Linked DNA regions of Mus musculus: region 2 is linked to region 1. A link is a contact called in public HiChIP or PLAC-seq data. All regions are on one chromosome and are shown on one strand. The core of a region is the stretch at or near the end of the contact, and the rest is flanking DNA. Distances in the headings are between cores, read along the strand shown. Region 1 overlaps Hunk (hormonally upregulated Neu-associated kinase). Region 2 has its middle 8.5 kb from the start of Gm46569.

What was found. HiChIP or PLAC-seq counts read pairs in DNA pulled down with a chosen protein or histone mark.
Region 2: an H3K4me3 HiChIP or PLAC-seq map of neural tube shows a contact between it and region 1, with 4 times the contacts expected there. The contact joins two enhancer-like sites. A contact is called at or near these places in 7 of 484 Hi-C or Micro-C datasets (the HL-1 cell line, the N1E-115 cell line, cerebellar granule neurons and 4 more), 12 of 115 datasets of contacts at active chromatin or transcription factors (SST interneurons, cardiomyocytes, embryonic basal ganglia and 9 more) and 2 of 9 other capture datasets (adipose tissue and pancreatic islet).

The regions. Positions count from the first base shown.
Region 1 is chr16:90,416,582-90,421,544 of GRCm38.p6, forward strand. All of the region lies in intron 1 of Hunk (hormonally upregulated Neu-associated kinase), which reads left to right. Among named protein-coding and RNA genes, the nearest start is that of Hunk, 33 kb to the left of the region's middle. Within about 2 kb of position 2,275, at least 30 of the 459 cell types and tissues checked have an H3K27ac peak or open chromatin away from gene starts, as enhancers often do. A contact at or near this core is called in muscle stem cells and neural tube, where this site is marked.
Region 2 is chr16:90,701,038-90,706,000 of GRCm38.p6, forward strand. No RefSeq gene overlaps it. Among named protein-coding and RNA genes, the nearest start is that of Gm46569, 8.5 kb to the right of the region's middle. Within about 2 kb of position 2,859, at least 12 of the 459 cell types and tissues checked have an H3K27ac peak or open chromatin away from gene starts, as enhancers often do. A contact at or near this core is called in muscle stem cells and neural tube, where this site is marked.

The DNA.
Region 1 (4,963 bases), core at 1,025-3,524:
CTGGTGAGCCATCCATCTCTGGCCTAATACAGTTCACATTTCTTTATTGTGTTTTTTGTTTGTTTGTTTGTTTTTGTTTTTTCCAACTCTCAGGCTTCAGGAGTAGTCTGCCTTGTTTTTTGAGGCAGGGTCTCTCCTTGGCCCAGGGCTTACCAATTGATGTTAGGCTGACTGGCCAGTGAGTATCAGATTCCTGTCTCAGCCTTTACTGACTGAGCTACACAGCTCCTCCTTTGTTTAACCCCCTCCTGGACTTTAAATGATAAAGACTAGAAAGTTAGTAACTTGTTGGCTCCTGTGATGGTTTGTATGTGCTCAGCCCAGGGAGTGGCACTATTAGAAGGTGTGGCTCTGTTGGAGTAGGTGTGTCACTGTGGGTGTGGGCTATAAGATCCTCATCCTAGTTGCCTGGAAGCCAGTATTCTTCTATCAGCCTTCAGGTGAAGATATAGAACTCTCATCTCCTCCTGCACCATGCCTGCCTGGATGCTGCCATGTTCCTGCCATGATGATAATGGACCAAACCTCTGAACCTGTAAGCCAGCCCCAATTAGATGTTGTCCTTATAAGAGTTGCCTTGGTCATGGTGTCTGCTCACAGCAGTAAAACCCTAACTAAGACATCTCCTAAATTTAGTTCAAAGCAGCTGAAAAGAGAGAACCCAGTGTGGTAAATACCCATAAAGACATGGTAACTTTCTTTTCAAAGATAAAGAGCAAAAGCTAAGGCACAAGAGTTATACTTATCGATAAAGAAGTTAACGACGGCATAGGAAGTACACTACAGTGCCCCAGCTGGAAGACGCATCCTGTGATTGGTTGGGCCGGGCTTACTCAGTAGCATCCTTTCTCCTAGGTTCTGGGCCTCTTGTCCTTCAGATCTTCCTTTCTTAGCATTAAAATATGTGAAAGTTATTGACTCCTTGAGCCCTCCAGTGCACATGTCAAAGCCCCGACTGACTCCCAGTACCTGGAAGATGGCTGTTTTTGCAAACAGAGTCTTTGAAGAGGAAAATGAGCTGCCATCCTCATTATGGCCTGTGGTCCAGTCTGAGTCTTGTTTTATGAGGAGTTTGGATTCTTTTAAGTGATGGCCTGGCAGTGGTAACTGAAGGTGGGCACGGAAGAGATGAGGGATGACCGGGTACCACATTCGAATGTTCTATAAAGAGTCTGTGCATGGTGAGGAGAGGCCAGGGGCGAGGGCCAAGGAAGCTGCTCCTATGAAGGCTGAAGGGTCCAGGAGAGTGAGCATCTTCCCTGGGAGTTAAGGACAGATACAGGAGGATCTACAAGCGAGGCTGGTTGAGATGGCTTAGTGGGTGAAGGTATTTGCTGCCACCTGATGACCTGAGTTGGATCCCCAGACCTACATCACAGATGGAGAGAATTGACCCTTACAAGTTGCCTTTTGACCTCCCCATGCCCGCTGTGGCTCTTCCAACCACACACATATGCATCCCTCAGAAGTAAATGTAGTTAAAAAAGAAAAAAAAAAAGAAAAGAAAAAGAAGAAGAAACTGAAAGGAAGTTTGAATAAAGGGATGGGCTTATGGAGGTGAGAGTGTCAACCATACTGTGAGAAGGGATTTTCTGCCAGCCACAGAGAAGCCTCCCAAGAAACTGCCCCTGTTAAGGCTTTGATCTCGAACTTCGGACCTTAAAAATTGTGAAGCCACAGATTTCTGTTATTGAGGCAGCCATTGTATTCAGGTAGCCTGAATGGATGGATGAATGAATGAGTGAACGAGTGAGTAAGTGAATGAATGAATATTCTGGGAGATGATGAGAGAGATTGGGCGAACAACTTGTGTTAAAAAGAAGAGGAAAAGAGACCTTAGTTTTAGGATCTCAGCCATCGGGCCTCCAAACAGCTCTGCCCTGTTCACAGAAGCATGCACACACAGACCTGCACACCCCCCCTCCCCCCCCCCCCCCCCCCCGCAGTCCCCCTCTTTCTGCTTATGGATTCTGTGTCCTTCCTGAGCTGTTATCCGCTTTTCTGTGAAGCTGAGCATTTAGTCTTCCGTGGAGAGGAAAGGAGGCCAGGAGGATTTATGAAGGCCTTGCAGGAACACAAATTCTGCTTTATTCAGACTGACATCATAATTGCACGGGGATAAATCAGAGCAGAGTCCGGGGAAGGGCCTTCTTTTCCGAGAGTCTGAGGAACGCGGCTCCGGGGCTGGTCTGACAGAAGGTGATTTAGGTGGGACTTAGGCAGCGAGGCTGAAGGAAGCCACCTGCAGCGAGCTGTAAGGAGCTTGAGTGAATGCAGAGTGAATGCAGACCCGGAGCCCTGCTGGAGCCCTGTGTGGACTTAATCCTTCCTCTCCCGGAGCTATCCTGTCTGTCACTCCCCTGGGTCCTTGTCATCTCTGCCTCCCAGTGTTGACTTCTGTGCCTGCCCAGAGCTGTGTGTCATTAATAGTTACTCAGTAGGAGCCTTGGATGATGGTCACCGTGTGCCAAGCACAGCGTGTAACACCTTGGTCAATCTTATTATCCCTGAGTCACTACAGGGAAGCTTCTTGTCTGGGATTTCTCAGTTCTGGGACCCTCAGCTTAGCTCTGAGGGCCAAGTAGGTTCAGCTGCACTTTGACTTTTTGGCTGAGTTCTGGGTCTCAGGCAGGCAGTATGCTTAGAGACCAATTAATTTGAACAAAGCTACGTGGCTAGAACTTCCTAACAGTTTGCTGTAGTTGCCTCTGACCGTCTGACCGTAATGGCTACCGCATACTAGAGATGAGCCAGGCATAAAAGATGTGTCGTTGAAGTGTGAAATATGTGTCAAAAGAGTTCCAAGGCTTTATATGACGAAGAGCTTGTATGATAGCTCATTAAGAACTCTGAATGCAGAGGCTGGAAGAAAATGGCTCATTGGTACCTGTTGCTCTTGCAGAGGACCCAGGTTTGGTTCGTCTTATCTACAGGGTAGGTTGAAACTATCTGTAACTCCAATTTCAAGGGACCTCACACCCTCTTCTGACCTTAGGCACCAGTCATGCATGTGGTACACACACACACACACACACACACACACACACACACACACCATCCCTGGAGTTCACTGACTCACTTACTGATGAGCTCTGGACCACTGAGAGATCCTACCTTAGAAAACAATGCAGATGGTCCCTGCTTAGGTGACCTCTGCTCTGTACACTCTCACTCACACCCATGCATGCATACTCTCGCTTCAAGTGTGCACTCCCCACACACAAGTGCACTCTCACACACACAAACGCAAACACATATAAAGTGTTGAAAGTGGTTCTGTTATATGTCACTCTTTTTAAAAACCCTGAAAAAAAAGAGCGAGAAAATGAGAGAAAGAGTTGCGAGGAGGGCGGGGTAGGATAAGGATATGAAGGCCAGCAAGGGGGTCCAGTCAGAAAGAAGTGCTGGCCACACCCGAGTTGGATCTCTGGCCTACATGAAAGTGGAAGAGGACTGGTTCCACAAAGTTGCCCTTTGCCCTTCACACGCAGGCTGTGACATCCTTCCCAATAATAATAATAATAATAATAATAATAATAATAATAATAATAATAATAATAATTATAGGGAATGAGCAAAATAAAGGAGTCCGTGTTTCACGATGACTATTATGCAAAAGCATTTGAAGAATGCAAACTTTATCTGAACAAAAGCGAGGGGGGCAAACAGCAATTGATAGACTGTAAGTTGTCAAAATAAGATGTGTTCCAAGAAAAATACAGCGGAGGGAGCAGGAAGCAGGGCTGGTACCCAATGATGGAGAATTTCAATGATCTTCTTAAGGGCTCGTATTTAGAGATGTCCTGTCATGGCACTTAGGGACAATGCTTCAGCCTCACCATGTGATGGATAGAAACAGAGAAGGCTCAGAGTGAGCGCTATGCTTGCAGCCTTGCAGGAGGCTAGCCCAGATGGAATGTTCTGGAGGCTAGCCCAGATGGAATGTCCTGAAAGAAGAAACTTGGTTGTGAGCAGGAGGAAGGAGGAAGGGATTCAGTCGCTGAAGCAGTAGATGATGACAACATAGAGTCTCAGAGAACCCAGGGGACTCTTCTAAGGGAGGTTTAGGCACAGTTACCATCGTAAGGATGGTGTGTAGGGAGTGTGGAGTGCAGAATGCCCACCTTGGGGTATCCTTGGGTTGCTGCTAATCTCAGTGAACGAGTTCGGTGGACTGGGAACTGTAGCTATACAGAGCCCACCCATTGCCCTTTGCCTTTGTTGGGTCTCTTTGCTTTCCACTCGTATAATCTAGGCTTCCCTTATGTAGCCATTGGTGTAGACTCTGGATCATATGGGGTCTGAGTCAGAAAAAAAAAGGGACAGAAATGAGGGCTGAGCAGCGAATGGGGATCGAGAACGCAATATTTTAGCTACGGCGTTTATGGATTTCCCTCAGAGGCCAAGTGTGGGGAATGCCCAGAGAGATTGCATGGCCTCCACAAAACGTGTATCAATAGTACTTCATCTTCCTGTCAGAGGCCCCAGTTTCCTGAGTCCTACTATGTGCACACTCAGGTTGACTTGGCAGTCTTTTATCATGGCTTACAAAGGCAACAATCTTCTTAAGGAAGAAGGCAGGCTCTGGGGAAGAATTACAAGCCCCACGCAGGCACCCATGTCTGCAGTCCAGCCTTGGCCCTGCTAGCTCTGTTTTTTTTTTCCCCCAGTCCAACAGGATCTAGTTTCTTCTTTCCCACCAGCAGGGTGTGTTTCCAGGGTGATTTGCCCAATAAATTAGAACCGCAGTGGAGTGTGTACAAAGTAACCCCGGGAAAGTAGCTTCCGAACTCTACGGGGTGGGCGTGGGAGGGCTTCCCAGCCCTGCAGTGGCTGATTATTCTTTTTCCCTCTTAAAATAGAGTCAAGGCTTTTGCTTCTGCCCAGTGCCAGGTATGGCAGCTGTCGGGGAGGTTGGTTCTAATGAGCTCTGTGGTTTCTTCTAGGGGAAGGACATTTTTTT
Region 2 (4,963 bases), core at 1,609-4,108, 290 kb after region 1:
GATATCAGTGAGTGGAAATCAAGTAGGCAGAGGTCTGTCCTGAGTTAACAGAGAGGCCTCTCTGTTCCTCGATGTCCCATAGAAGAGGGATAAAGCTGAAATTCTGTCTCTCAGTCCTCAGAGGACTTCCAGCATTATAAACAGAAACTGAAGCCTGGGAAGGAGTCTGATCAAGAACTACCAACAGCAGACAAGGCCACGGACTACCTAAGACAAGGATTGTTAATGGCTGATCGTCAAGGTTAAACTGTTGGCTTCCTGTGGTATGAGTGCCCAAACCGTCAGTAACTACTTCTCATCCAGTATCTCACCTACGGATAGTTTTGAGGAGATCAGCAGTGTTGGGGGGAGGTTTTTCTTTCCAATCCCATCTCCCCTCATGGGGCAAGACATCCAAGGGCCTAACACCATGACCACAGTAACTCTTATAAAAGAAAAGATTTCACTGGGGTTGGCTAACAGGTTCAGGGGTTCAGTCCATTATTGTCATGAAGAAACCAAGAATTCTATGTCTGGATCCACAGGCAGCAGGAAGACAGAGTGAGACATGGCCTGACTTGAGCATCTGAAACCCCAAAGCCCAAGCCCCACCTCCTGTAACACACCTCCTCCAACAAGGCCACACCTCCTCCAGCAAGGCCACACCTCCTCCAACAAGGCCACACCCCTTCAACAAGGCTACACCCACTCAAACAAGGCCACACCTACTCAAACAAGGCCACACCTCTGAATAGTGCCACTCCCTGAGCCAAGCATATTCAAATCACCACAGTTGGGGGGAGGAGGGGAGGCACGTAACCATGTTTGTGTTGAAGATTCTACGAAGCTAAATGACTGATTAGAATTCATGATTATGAAGACTTAGAATGTTGCAGATTAGATTCTCTTGGCTTACTTCAGTCCCTTCTGATGCCATTCACGGCCCAGCCCTTTGACTGGTCTTAGACCATTACTTACGGATCCTTTCAGATCACTTGTTTCCACAATCATGTCTGCAATCAATGGCGGAGTTTCCCCACTGGGCTGCACTGCACCAACACTGTGTTGGCATTGGTATATTTGATAACTGTCTTGATTTTTTTGGCTTCCCGTGTTTTGGAAGTAAGAAAATCACATATAACCATTTCCACAGTAGACTGTGTCTTTGGGACGACCTGAATTGCTTTTTTTGAGCCATTGGCCACTCGAATCTGACTCAGGGGGAAATAAGCGAGCTCTCCTTGGCTTTGACGTGTGCGAGCTATTGCATCAACAGTTCCCAACACACTACACAGGGACAAACTAGAAGGGTCCCCTTCCATCTACCCACAGCAATGGAAGGAACCATACTCCACCTGGTTATCAGGCAGGAGATCTGCTCCCAATGTCTGGCTTCCGTACCATTCAGCCTCAAGCACACAGATTTGGAGAACAAACCACATTCCAACCATAGCCGTCACCCCTCTCCCATCTGTTAGGATGAGCGACTGTGCCAGCATATCTTGCCTCTTGTCCCCTCTTTGAGGTCCAACTGGACCTAGATCTGGGACCATGCTGTTTGAATTGGTATCCCTCCAAACACGTTATACCCACTTCTATCTTCTTCTACGGTTCTGTTAACTCCTTACTGGGCCCCTGAGGCATGGTCTTCCTCTCTTTGGTTCTACCATTCATTTGGCATAAGACTTTGGCCAGGGTAAGAAAATGTGAATAATTCAGTCACAAAAAAAGACATTCAAAGTATATAGTAAAAGTTTCAAGACCCATCCATGTGGGCTGGCGAGCTGGTTCAGTGGGTAAAGGTGCCTGCTGCCAAGCTTAACAACCTGAGTTCAACTCCTGGAATGCACATGGTGGAAGAAGACAACTGACCCCAGCTAGCTGTCCTGTGATCTCTACCTGGGTGCCATTGCATGTGTGTGTGAGCATGTGGCTCTTGTTCCAACTCCATCACTGGGTACAGGTCTACAGAATTCCAAAGGCAGCAGCCATGCCAGCCAAGGCTGGTGGCTGGATTGTCAGGAAGTGCCTTTCTCTGAGCCTTTCCAGGATTTGGGGGTTCTAGTCTATATCGTGGCAAGAGGGTTGGAGGTAGTATCTCATGTGTAACATGAGGTGAGCAGACACCACCTTCCAAAGGTCCCAAGACCTCTCCAAATAGCACCCCAGCGAGGGGACCAAGTATTGGCACACATGAGACCATGGGGGATGTTTCTAATCCAGACCTCCACAAGGACATGCTGGGAAGATGGCTAAGCCTGCAAAGACAGATGAGTTCCCTTTAGCCTCAGACTTAAAGCCTCTAGGACTTCAAGCAAACACGTGGCTGTTACCCAAGTCACATGGTCCATGACGTTTTCCTATGGCAGCCTAGCAGATGACGACAGCCAGCCACTTACCAGCTTGCTGTGCTTTTAGATGAGGCACCTGCCATGGGGCCAAAGGGGACCAACAGGGTGCTGCTAGCCTGAGTTCCCAGGGTGATGGCCCTGGAGTTCGTACTGAGGCTCTCTCCTCTCTCGACACTAGCCTCGGTGCTAGCCTTGTGCTGAGCTAAGAACCAGGCAGGCTGGGGTGCTCAGTGATGCTCTCTTAAATGTAACTGAGGATGAGGGCACACGTTCCATTTATAGCCAAATGCCAATGGGTTTGCTGCTTGTTCAAACCACTGGGACTTGAAGAGGGATGAAAGCAATGTCAGAAACACTTCATCTTGCTCCTTTTATGTCCAGTCCTAACAAGGCTAGAGATCTAAACCCAGTCTCTGCATAGAGCCCTTTGCTTCACTCTGTGTGCCCTTTAAGACATGGTTCTGACCCCAGCAAATTCCCAAGCCCTCTCTAACTCTTCCCATCTGTGTGATGTTTATTTAACCTTTGACTGGCAGCTGCTTCCACCTCGGAGTTTTGCAGTTCTCTAGAAAGAGAGGTCTGGGCTCTGGATGGCTCTCTCCCTCTCTAGTTTCTCTTACAGTCAAAGCATGTAGATCTTCCTTTGTTGGGAGCAGTCCCAGAGAATAGGAGGTTACAGGCATCAAGAAACTAGGAAAATAACAGAAAGAAAACAGTGGGCAGTGAATTTCAGTCTTCTTTAAACTAAGAAAGCTACCTTTTCTGCCTTGCTTTGGAGTGACCCCAAAGGAAACCCAAGATCACTTGCATCACTGTCGTTAAGACTCCCTGACTGACCAAGACTCCGAGGTTCACTGCAGACTCCAACCCTACCCTTGAGACACTGGACCTCCCATCTCTCTCATCCCTGATGGGGTCTCACTCACAGAGGCCTTCCTGTGACCCGGGGGTGGCTGCCTCTGTCTCCTCCAGCTTCCTCGGAGCTTCTGGGAGGAGCATCATGTCTAGATTGATGGGACAGATGTTGAACAAGTCTGGCTTCTCTCCCACTTGGCCTGACAGAGTACTGGGTGTCCTCCCTCCTCTTACCATAGTCTCAGGGCAAGAATCAAGAGTCCTGGGAGCAGCAGGGAAGGAGAAGGAAGGTCGGAAAGAAATGCCCGAGGACTGTCGTCATTTACCCCGCTGGGAGATGTCGATTCAGAGAATCACTGAGGGTGCTACATGGCCGGTTCAGCTCCGCCCTCCTTTCCTGCTCTCTCTGTATCCACATCATCCTTCTCTCCCACCCTCCCTCCCCTCATGATCATTAATCTTTGATGAGTCACTAGCTCTTCCCCATAAGAAACTGACATGGGCCCCTCCCCCGCCTGCCACCCAAAGCCCCGAAAGCTGGAGTTCAGGAAGTTCCAATCAGAACCCTGACCTCTACCCCTCCACACCCACAAATGGGATGTCTATCTCTCATCAGACCAGTCACACTGGAGAACAAACTGAACACCCCTCTCTTTATGACTTGCCACCTAACACAACGAAGCCAAGGCAAGAGGCTGCTATCACTGGTGTCTCTCCAGGTTCTCCTTACTGAAGGACAGACTGCTTTCACTGCCCACCCCCCTCTAGGCAGATGCTAGAAGCCTTTTTTGAGCCCTTGATCAGTGCTAGCAGGTGACTCCTAATCCCAATCCTTTCTCCAGGCTGTCACCAACATGGTTCCAAACTTAGTGGAAGCGCTTCGTTCGGTACAGATTCATGGTGAGCATCACGGCAAACTTAGAATCACTCAAGATCTTTGAATGACCGTGAGGCAGCCGTCCCCAGTGAAGGAACGGCTCCCTGACCTTCTCTGCTCCAGCAGAATAGTCTTGTTTCTGCCCCATCAAACGCCAACTGTCTTAGTTAGGGTTTTACTGCTGTGAGCAGACACCATGACCAAGGCAAGTCTTATAAAGGACATTTAATTGGGGCTGGCTTACAGGTTCAGAGGTTCAGTCCATTATCATCAAGGCAGGAGCAGGGCAGCATCCGGGCTAATATGGTGCAGGAGGAGCTGAGAGTTCAACAGCTTCACCTGAAGGCAGCTAGTGGAAGAGTCACTTCCGGGCAGCTAGGACTTGGATACTAGACCCACGCCCACATTAACACACCAACTCCAACAAGGCCACACCTCCTAATAGTGCCACTCCCTAGCCCAAGCATACACAAACCATCATACCAGCTCACCCTGGCCTGACAGATGCCTTCCTTCTCTCAACAGGGCTCCTCTCACCCAGAGCACGGCCTTGCAGATCATTCCCTCTCATCCTTTGTATGGTTTCTGGAGCTCTAACCCAGGTCACCAGACTCGCACAGCCAAAAGTGCCTCTACCCCCAGAACCATCTCCCTGGACTTTGAGCTCATTTTTTTTTTAACCTTGTCAGGAAAGTAAAATATATTCTCTTTATCTTTTAGAAAAGCTCAAAAATTCTTGTCTCTGTTAATTTGGATTTCTAGCTCCTTTTAACTCAAAATACTTTCCTACATGGATGGGAAGAGATACCATTTGACTTTGAGGCCTTAAGAACTGTGAAAGTCCTACAAGCTTTCCTGCTGGCAAGCCGGTAGTGTCAGATCTCCCATGGCTTACCGGTAT